Regions from separate parts of the Mus musculus genome. Here region 1 is linked to region 2. Evidence: chromatin contacts called from public promoter capture Hi-C data. All regions are on one chromosome and are shown on one strand. The core of a region is the stretch at or near the end of the contact, and the rest is flanking DNA. Distances in the headings are between cores, read along the strand shown.

Region 1 (3,656 bases), core at 785-3,284, 400 kb before region 2:
TAGCCCCACGTGAGGAAAATGGATTTTGGTTTCTGAATCCCCTTTCCACCTTGTGGAGAGTCTTTCTTTCTGTGTGCTTTTCAGTAGCTGTCTCCGGGGCCTGCTTTCTCACTGACTTTAACTGGGGGATGGGTGGGTCCACCACTTCCTTTTCCAATGCTCGTGTGTGTGTGTGTGTGTGTGTGTGTGTGTGTGTATGTGTGTGTGTTGTGGTTGTTGTTGTTCTGTTTTTTTTACCTTTTTGTGTCTTGGATTTTTTTCTCTTTTATTTCTTTAGCTGGTGAGAAAACACCCAGCCAAGACCCCCAGATGGCACCAGAAGGGTTGTTTGTAAGTTTAGAGTAGGGGAGACCATGACAAGAGTGACATTGAGGATTTTGGCTTGAGCAGCTGGAGTGAAGGCACGGTTGTCAATTGCTGGGCGGAGACTATCGAGGGACAGAACGTTTGATGTGCCATGCTCACTGCGCATTCAAACGGGATCCCAAGCAATCGGATCCAGGAGCCTGGAGCTCTGGAGAGTTGCACATGTCAATGGGTCAAGAGAGTTTATGCTGGGACCAAATATAAATGACCGTGGCCCAGAAACAGATTTAGGTTACCTCAAATCCCAGGCCCCAACATGGAAGCAGTTTCATGAAGTTTCATAGTAATAGAATAAAGAAAGTTGCAAAACAAGACACTTTGGAACACACTAGTGGAAGCATGGAGTGGGAGGTTATAGCAGCATGGAGGAACCTCAGCTGCAGGCTTCCGCTATCAGATGACTCTTGGACTTCTGGTTGTAGAAAATCAGTTTTGTTAAATTAGCACATCCCAAAATATTTTTTACCTGTCAGTCACAGGATGTCAGGTCAAAAGTGGGCAAAGTAGTGGTTATTTCCATGGCTAGAGATACCTCAAACTCTGTTATGACTGGGCTCCGGACCTACGACACTCCCAAACCCTCCATAACCACAGAAGCTCACTTATCTGGCCAGCCGCGCAGAAGAGTGCTGCTTCTCTGCAGGAAGTTGCATTTATGGACACCAGGATCAGCCAAGGTCGCCAGTGAGGGGAGTCTGCCTTAATGCGATGAATCTGAAGCCATTAGAACTCCCCTGGGAAGGAAGCATGTGTGCCTTTCCAAACCGAGTTGTTCACTCACAGTGTGAGCGGGAGCAGAATTCCTCTCCAAGCTGGGGTTCCTGCCCAGTACACTGAACGCATTCATTTTCCTCTGATAGGAGTGGCTGATGCAAAGTCACGGCTCTCTCCTCAAAGTCATGAGTTTTATTCAGAGGCCAAACACAAGTGATGATGGCCCAGGGAACACAGATTTAGATTACCCAAACTCCGCCTTTCAACCTGCAACCAAATTCATGAAGGTTTGACAGTAACAGAACAAAGAAAGCCATAAATCAAGATACTTTTAAATTCATTTGTAGAAACATCAGAGAGGTGGGTTAGAGCTCTGTTTAGACATCTCAGCTATAGATGTCATCTAACATAGTATTCTTGGCCTTTTGATTGGAGAATGGGATTTTGTGTTTTATCTGTCAGGATGTTGCACATCCTTCCATAGAAGTGGACAAGGAATGGATGCATCCCAAGATGAATACTAATTATGCTCTGGACCTGCAACATCCCAACCTCTCTTCACCACCGCCGTTTTAATCAATCAGTCAGCCTGTGCGGACAGTGTCCTCCAGAAATTTCACGGGCCTTTTGGTGATATAAGGCGACCCGTGAAAAACATAAGTAACACCTTAGGCTGAAGTTATTTCTCTAGACTAGATACTCAGTACTAAGAATGCAATTTACAAGTTGGAACGGGCTGGTTTGGGGGTGGTGAGCAGAATCTAACAAAGGCCAGTTTCTGTGTAGGTCGACCAGAATAGAAAGAGAGCGGGTAACAGGCCTTAAGGTCCTTGGCTCTGCCTTCTGAGTGGTAAGAGAGGAACACAAAAGGACCACCGGAAGAATCCGCAGGATATGGTGGGGTGGGCCGGGGACCATAGAGGGTCTCTCCGCCTCTTCCTAGAGCGGCCGGCAGCTCCGCGGCTAGCAGCCCGCACTTCCGGCGGGCGAGGCGCGAGGCGGGCACCGTGGCGGCCTGCGCGGTGAGTACGCGGGGCCTGCGGGTCTGCCTGGGCCGGTGTTGGGTCGGGTCGGGCTGCGGCGCTGCACGGAGCCCGGCGGGTGGCCTCGGGCTGGGGTCGGCTTCGGCCTGGGCGCCTCCGCTCGCCGCGGAGGAGAAAGACTCCATTGTACGGGTGGGTAGGCTGCACCGGGCCATTGTGAGCGACTTGGAGGGAAGCGGCGGACTCTTTGTTGCTGCCGTAAATGGGTGAGGGAGCAGGTGCACGCCGGCTAGACGGGTCCCCAGTACTGGAGCTCCATCACCCAGCTTTACCCAGCCTCTCCCCTACTGGGGACCTCGATCAGACAACCGGACTTGGCGGGCGTTAGACGAGGGGGCGATGGACTCCCCAGGTCGGACAGTGAGAAATCAGGCCCGGAGGCGGCTCCGGGGTTGGGATGGGTAAAGGAGCTAAAGGAGCTTCGGGCCTGTGTTTACGAACCCACGAAAGGAGGTTTTAAATCAGCTTTATTTTAAAAATAGGAGCACACATAGGCTACCTGTAAGTATGATTACTTCATCCATAGGTAGATTCCATAATCGATCAGTTTGCAACCAGTTGTGAGTTCCCCGGTATTTAAAGAGATGTGTTTAAAAGTGTATGCTTACCATTATAGCTATTTATTGAGTACCAGGTACCCCACACAGTGTCTCCTGTTTACGTGGTCTGTACATAACCGAGACGGTTATGGGCAGTGATTGCTGTAGATCTGTGTTATGTGCAGTTTGCTCTTTCTGTTGCTGCAATTGTAGCAGATAAAATTATTAAACACCCAGGAAAAGCCCCTGGGCACTCTTACGTTTGGAGGATTATTATACAGCAAAATCAAGACGAAGGAAAAAAAAGGCAGGAAAAGATGTCATTTGTGTTTTTATTTACTTACTTTAAATGCTTGTGTGCAAGGAAACTCAGAAAAATAACTGAGTTGCAAGTAGGTTTTCCAACTAACCTAAGACACTGGAAGTCCAGTGACTGGCTTTGCAGGCCTGAACACCTCCCACACTCTCGCCTATTTGGAGTGTGTGTGTGTGGAAGGGGTTGTTTTGACAGCTTCCAGACAACCTTAAATGTAATGCAATAAACTTATTTTAGAGCTTTTGGTTGTGCTCTCCTTCTTGGCGTGCTATAGTCTAGGAAAGGAAGAATAAAGTGTTTTGGTTTTTTTTTTTTTTTTCCAGATTTTTCTCACCTAGTATTTTCTGAATAAGACTCTTGGGAAACTTGAAATTCTCTTTACCGATTAGCTTCTATTTTCAACTCCGCTTGCTAAGTTATCATCTATAGAAATAACCAAGCAAATAAGAATAGATAGGAATCTATGGAGGTGTAGTATAATCTGTCATTTCTTTTGAATTGGATATCTTACGTAGCAGCTATTAAATGAGAAATTTAGCACAGCCAGTATTGACCTGAGATGCTGTTTAGCAGAGATATTGATCATCTTTTGCAGTTATTTTTGTATCTTCTCTGAGACTTTATCTTGCTTTTGCTTTTTAGTCCTTCAAAATACTCTCTGTGGCTCCTCCCTAACAG
Region 2 (3,946 bases), core at 471-2,970:
TGTACATGGGACATGCACTGTCACATGGAATACATCTGTGTACATGGAGCATGCACTGTCACATGGAATGCATCTGTGTACATGGAGCATGCACTGTCACATGGAATACATCTGTGTACATGGAGCATGCACTGTCACATGGAATACATCTGTATACATGGGACATGTACTGTCACATGGGCACATCTGTGTCTATGGAACATACACTGACACATGGGGCACAGCTTGTGTACATGAAACATATAGTGTCACACAGGCACTTAAGAAACAGACAAAGGACAAGCTGGTTGAGGAATGAAGATGATTTTAAATGCTGTCACTTTGGTAGTTGTCAGAGTTAAATGAGGATGTTACACTGTGGCATGTGTAATGGCTACTCCTGTCAACTTGACTACATCTGGAATGAACTAAAACCCAACTGGGCACACCTGTGAAGAACTTTTTCCTAATTAAATCTTTTAAAATGGAAAGCCCTATTTTTAATCTGGATCTTTTGGAGAAGGAAGATGCATCTGTAATCTAGACCTTCTGAGAGAGGAAAATCCACTTTTTAACTTGGTCTGCACCTTCTGCTGGCAGCCTCAATAAAGGACATGGAAGGAAGCTGGCTCTCTTCGCTTGCTCTTGCTCTCTAGCAAGTCCATTCCTTCACTAGCACTGGAGCCTACTTCTTTAGGATTCCAGTGTATATTGAAGACCATCTGAGATATACAGCCTGGCCGACTGAACAACTACTAGATTCTTGGACCTTCCACTAGTAGACAGCCATTGTTGGACTAGCTGGCCTAGCCTGTAAACCATTCAAGAAAATTCCCTTTCTAAATAAATCCCCTAATAAATTCCCTCATATATATGTAAGTATATACATACATATAGGTATTGATACATATACACATACACATATACACATACACTAAAGAAAGAAAAACCTATATAGGACATCTGTAGAATAAGATGTCTCACGGGGGAAAAAGACAGAATACCAACTATGTATAAAATTATTTTAAATCAGTATTATATTGAGTATTATTTTATAAAAGAAATGTTATGGCTACCTGGAGCCTCATGGATGCAGACTGCCATGAGACTCTTCTATAGAGTTACTGCCAGCCTCTGGCATGTGGGGATAAAACAGCATTCCCAGAACTGCCTAATAAAACATGTAGGGTGGTAAAACATAACAACTACAAATCACTTCCAAATAATCCTGAAAACAGCATGCTTGCACGAAGGCTCAGACATATATTTGGCAAATCCTCACTAATCTCACAGATCTGATTAGAAGTTATTTAGAGTTTCATTGTGCTTTTCAATTTTATGTTCAAAATTCTTTTTTTTTTTCAAAATTCTTAATATAAATGTAGTTGCTACTCTTGATTGTCAACCTGGCATATTCGGGAAGTGGGAAACTCAACTAAAGAACTCTTCCATCCGATTGGCCAGTGGGCATGTCTACCAGGTGTTTTCTCGGTTGCTAACTTTGCCACCTCTGGGCAGGTGGGCCCGGGCTGTGTAAGAAAGGCAGCTGAGCAAGCCAGCAAAACACTGAAGTCAGCAGCCGTGTTCTTCCACTGCCGCCTCCTTGAAGTCTTCTCTTGGCTTCCCTCAAGGACAGGCTGCAACCTGTAAAATAAACCTTTCCCTCCCCTACGTTGCTTTGGCCAGTGTTTATCACAGCAACAGAAAGCAAACTAGGACAGCAAACATGAAGGAGAACTCTACGTGCCTCTGAGACCCAGATAAACGGCTACTGTAAGCTGCCCAGGCCAATGTCCCTCAGTCCACCTCCACTCACCGTTTTATCTGCCCGCGTTTTGCTTTCATGTGTCTGGCTCACAGAAGCTGCCGGCAAAGCTTCTGCTTTTTCTTTAAACAGATCTCCTTCGTCATCATCAAAGATAATGGCAGTGGACTTGACTTTGTCTTAAAAGAGAAACCACAGCATAAAAATTACACTAAGGTCAAAATACACACACACACACACACACACAGACACACAGACACACAGACACACACTTCTTCTCTTCCACAGATAAATATGGAAGGTGTCTTATTTTTTGCTCATTTACAGAGAAATACAAAGTGAGTGGAGCCCTGCTCTGCCTTTAGTTCGGCTGCTTCCTTTCCCTGCTGCTTCCCTGCAGTTCTCGGGGCTGACCAGAGAGGGCGACATGCAGTCAAGTGCTCTGCCACAGAGCTGCTCTCCCCAGATCCACAGCCCTGGCACTCTGCAACAGCAGTTCAAATAAATCAAAAGACGCTAACCATATGAATGAACCTTCTCCAAACAGAAGACTCCTGTGCTAAGTATATCCAAGATGGGGATAAAGAGTAAAGATCACTTTAAGGAGCCAAAAAGTCATTAACTGTAGGACGGAGATGTGAAGGGTGACTCCTGTTTTCATTAAAGACCAAACTATACAGAAATAGATGAAACCAAATGCTGGCATTCCCTCATCTCCACCTGCCCACCTAGACAAGACAGACACAAGAGCTTGGTACACACACTTCTAAATCTTACCTTATGTTTATATCAGCTATTCATAAGATTATAAATTTGGAATAATCTGAGTAAAATGACCTACCATTTGTGTTTTCCATTTAATGTACAATGGAAATATCCCAAATATCCCAGGGTAGAAAAGTAAATGCCTCATTTTTTTTTACGAGATTTCTGTTTGTTTGTTTGTTTGTTTGTTTATGTGTTGCATTGTTTGCTCAGGTTTTGGGGTGGGTGTGTGTGCATGTATACAGAGGTCAGAAGGTGTCCGGTGTCCTACTACTCTCTCTCTACCTAGTCCTTTGAGATAGGGTCTTCCCCTGATCTTGGGGCTTGTGTTTTCTCTACCTGCCTCAAAGCCAGCAAAGCCCGGGGACCCTATCTCTGCCCTTGCACAGCTGGAGGATCCTATCTCTGCCCTTGCACAGCTGGAGGATCCTATCTCTGCCCTTGCACAGCTGGAGGATCCTATCTTTGCCCTTGCACAGCTGGAGGTCCGGGCATCGTTCCCAGGACGTGTAGAACGTACCCAGAACATCTGAGCCATCCCTCCAGCAGCTCATTCTTTTCAAAATCGAACAAAGACCCACTAAACAGAAAGACCACAGCTTTCCTGACTCCCCAGGCATAGCTCCGTCAGAGAGTAAAAGCACAGGAAGGACATCAGTGTGGACCTCGGAGGAGGGGAGAGGATGCACCAAAGCAAAAACAATACGAGCCCTCTGGCAGAAAAAAGAGAAGCTGGGAATTAAGCAACAAGCACGCAATGTTCCGCTCATGTAACTACCCGGAGTTGCTAGGAGGAAGTGTGACTAAATTTCTGCCTGTAATGTGAAAGGCAGAAGCAAAAACTTTAAGAAAAGAATACAGAAGAAGTTCAGCTCCCTATTAAAGAAGATAACCTCAGTAATTGATTCCCAAAGCAGAAAAGATTGACCTATGAGGGACCCCCCCAAGGCTATAGCACAATTTAAGCATAGATAAGACAATGACAGTAATGTTCAGTAAGTAAGGCATTCTGGAACTGTAAGAGACACCGAATGTGAAGAACTGTGTCCCCTTAAGTTTAATTTTCTTCTCTAAGTTCCCAGAATTAGCCTAAAAGTGGTACCGGTCTTAGAAGGCTTGCTAGAAGATGGCATAAAAAAGTTATTATCATCTTCATCATTGTCGTTATCATCATCATCAAAGAGGCCAGCAGGAGTTGGCAAATGTGAGCTCTTCCCCGGAGTAGGCTGCCCATGTTTCTGGAGCTCCTTCAGTGATGGGGCAGAGGTGGACCCAGACACATCAGGATGCCCTGAGGATGGAAGGACAGTCAGAGCTATGCTCCAGCAGGAGCCTCCTGACAGCACTCATGAGTCAGGTTCAGCCACAAAACACTTAGGAAATGAAATAACCTTTGTGCAGGTGTTGGACAGCAAAATGCAGCCCAGGGCTGCCTAG

What was found. Promoter capture Hi-C pulls out the DNA fragments that hold promoters and counts their contacts.
Region 1: a contact with region 2 is called in a promoter capture Hi-C map of liver, with 2.2 times the contacts expected there. The contact joins the promoter of Zfp422 here to the enhancer-like site in region 2. A contact is called at or near these places in 2 of 39 promoter capture datasets (hippocampal neurons and liver), 2 of 115 datasets of contacts at active chromatin or transcription factors (embryonic stem cells and pancreatic cancer cells) and 2 of 9 other capture datasets (adipose tissue and liver).

The regions. Positions count from the first base shown.
Region 1 is chr6:116,627,377-116,631,032 of GRCm38.p6, reverse strand. It overlaps Zfp422 (zinc finger protein 422), which reads left to right and starts at 2,034. Exons shown (of 2, transcript NM_026057.3): 1 at 2,034-2,102.
Region 2 is chr6:116,227,200-116,231,145 of GRCm38.p6, reverse strand. It overlaps Washc2 (WASH complex subunit 2`), which reads right to left. Exons shown (of 31, transcript NM_026585.3): 15 at 3,612-3,800; 16 at 1,796-1,923. Among named protein-coding and RNA genes, the nearest start is that of Gm52873, 9.6 kb to the left of the region's middle. Within about 2 kb of position 1,720, at least 130 of the 459 cell types and tissues checked have an H3K27ac peak or open chromatin away from gene starts, as enhancers often do. A contact at or near this core is called in adipose tissue and liver, where this site is marked.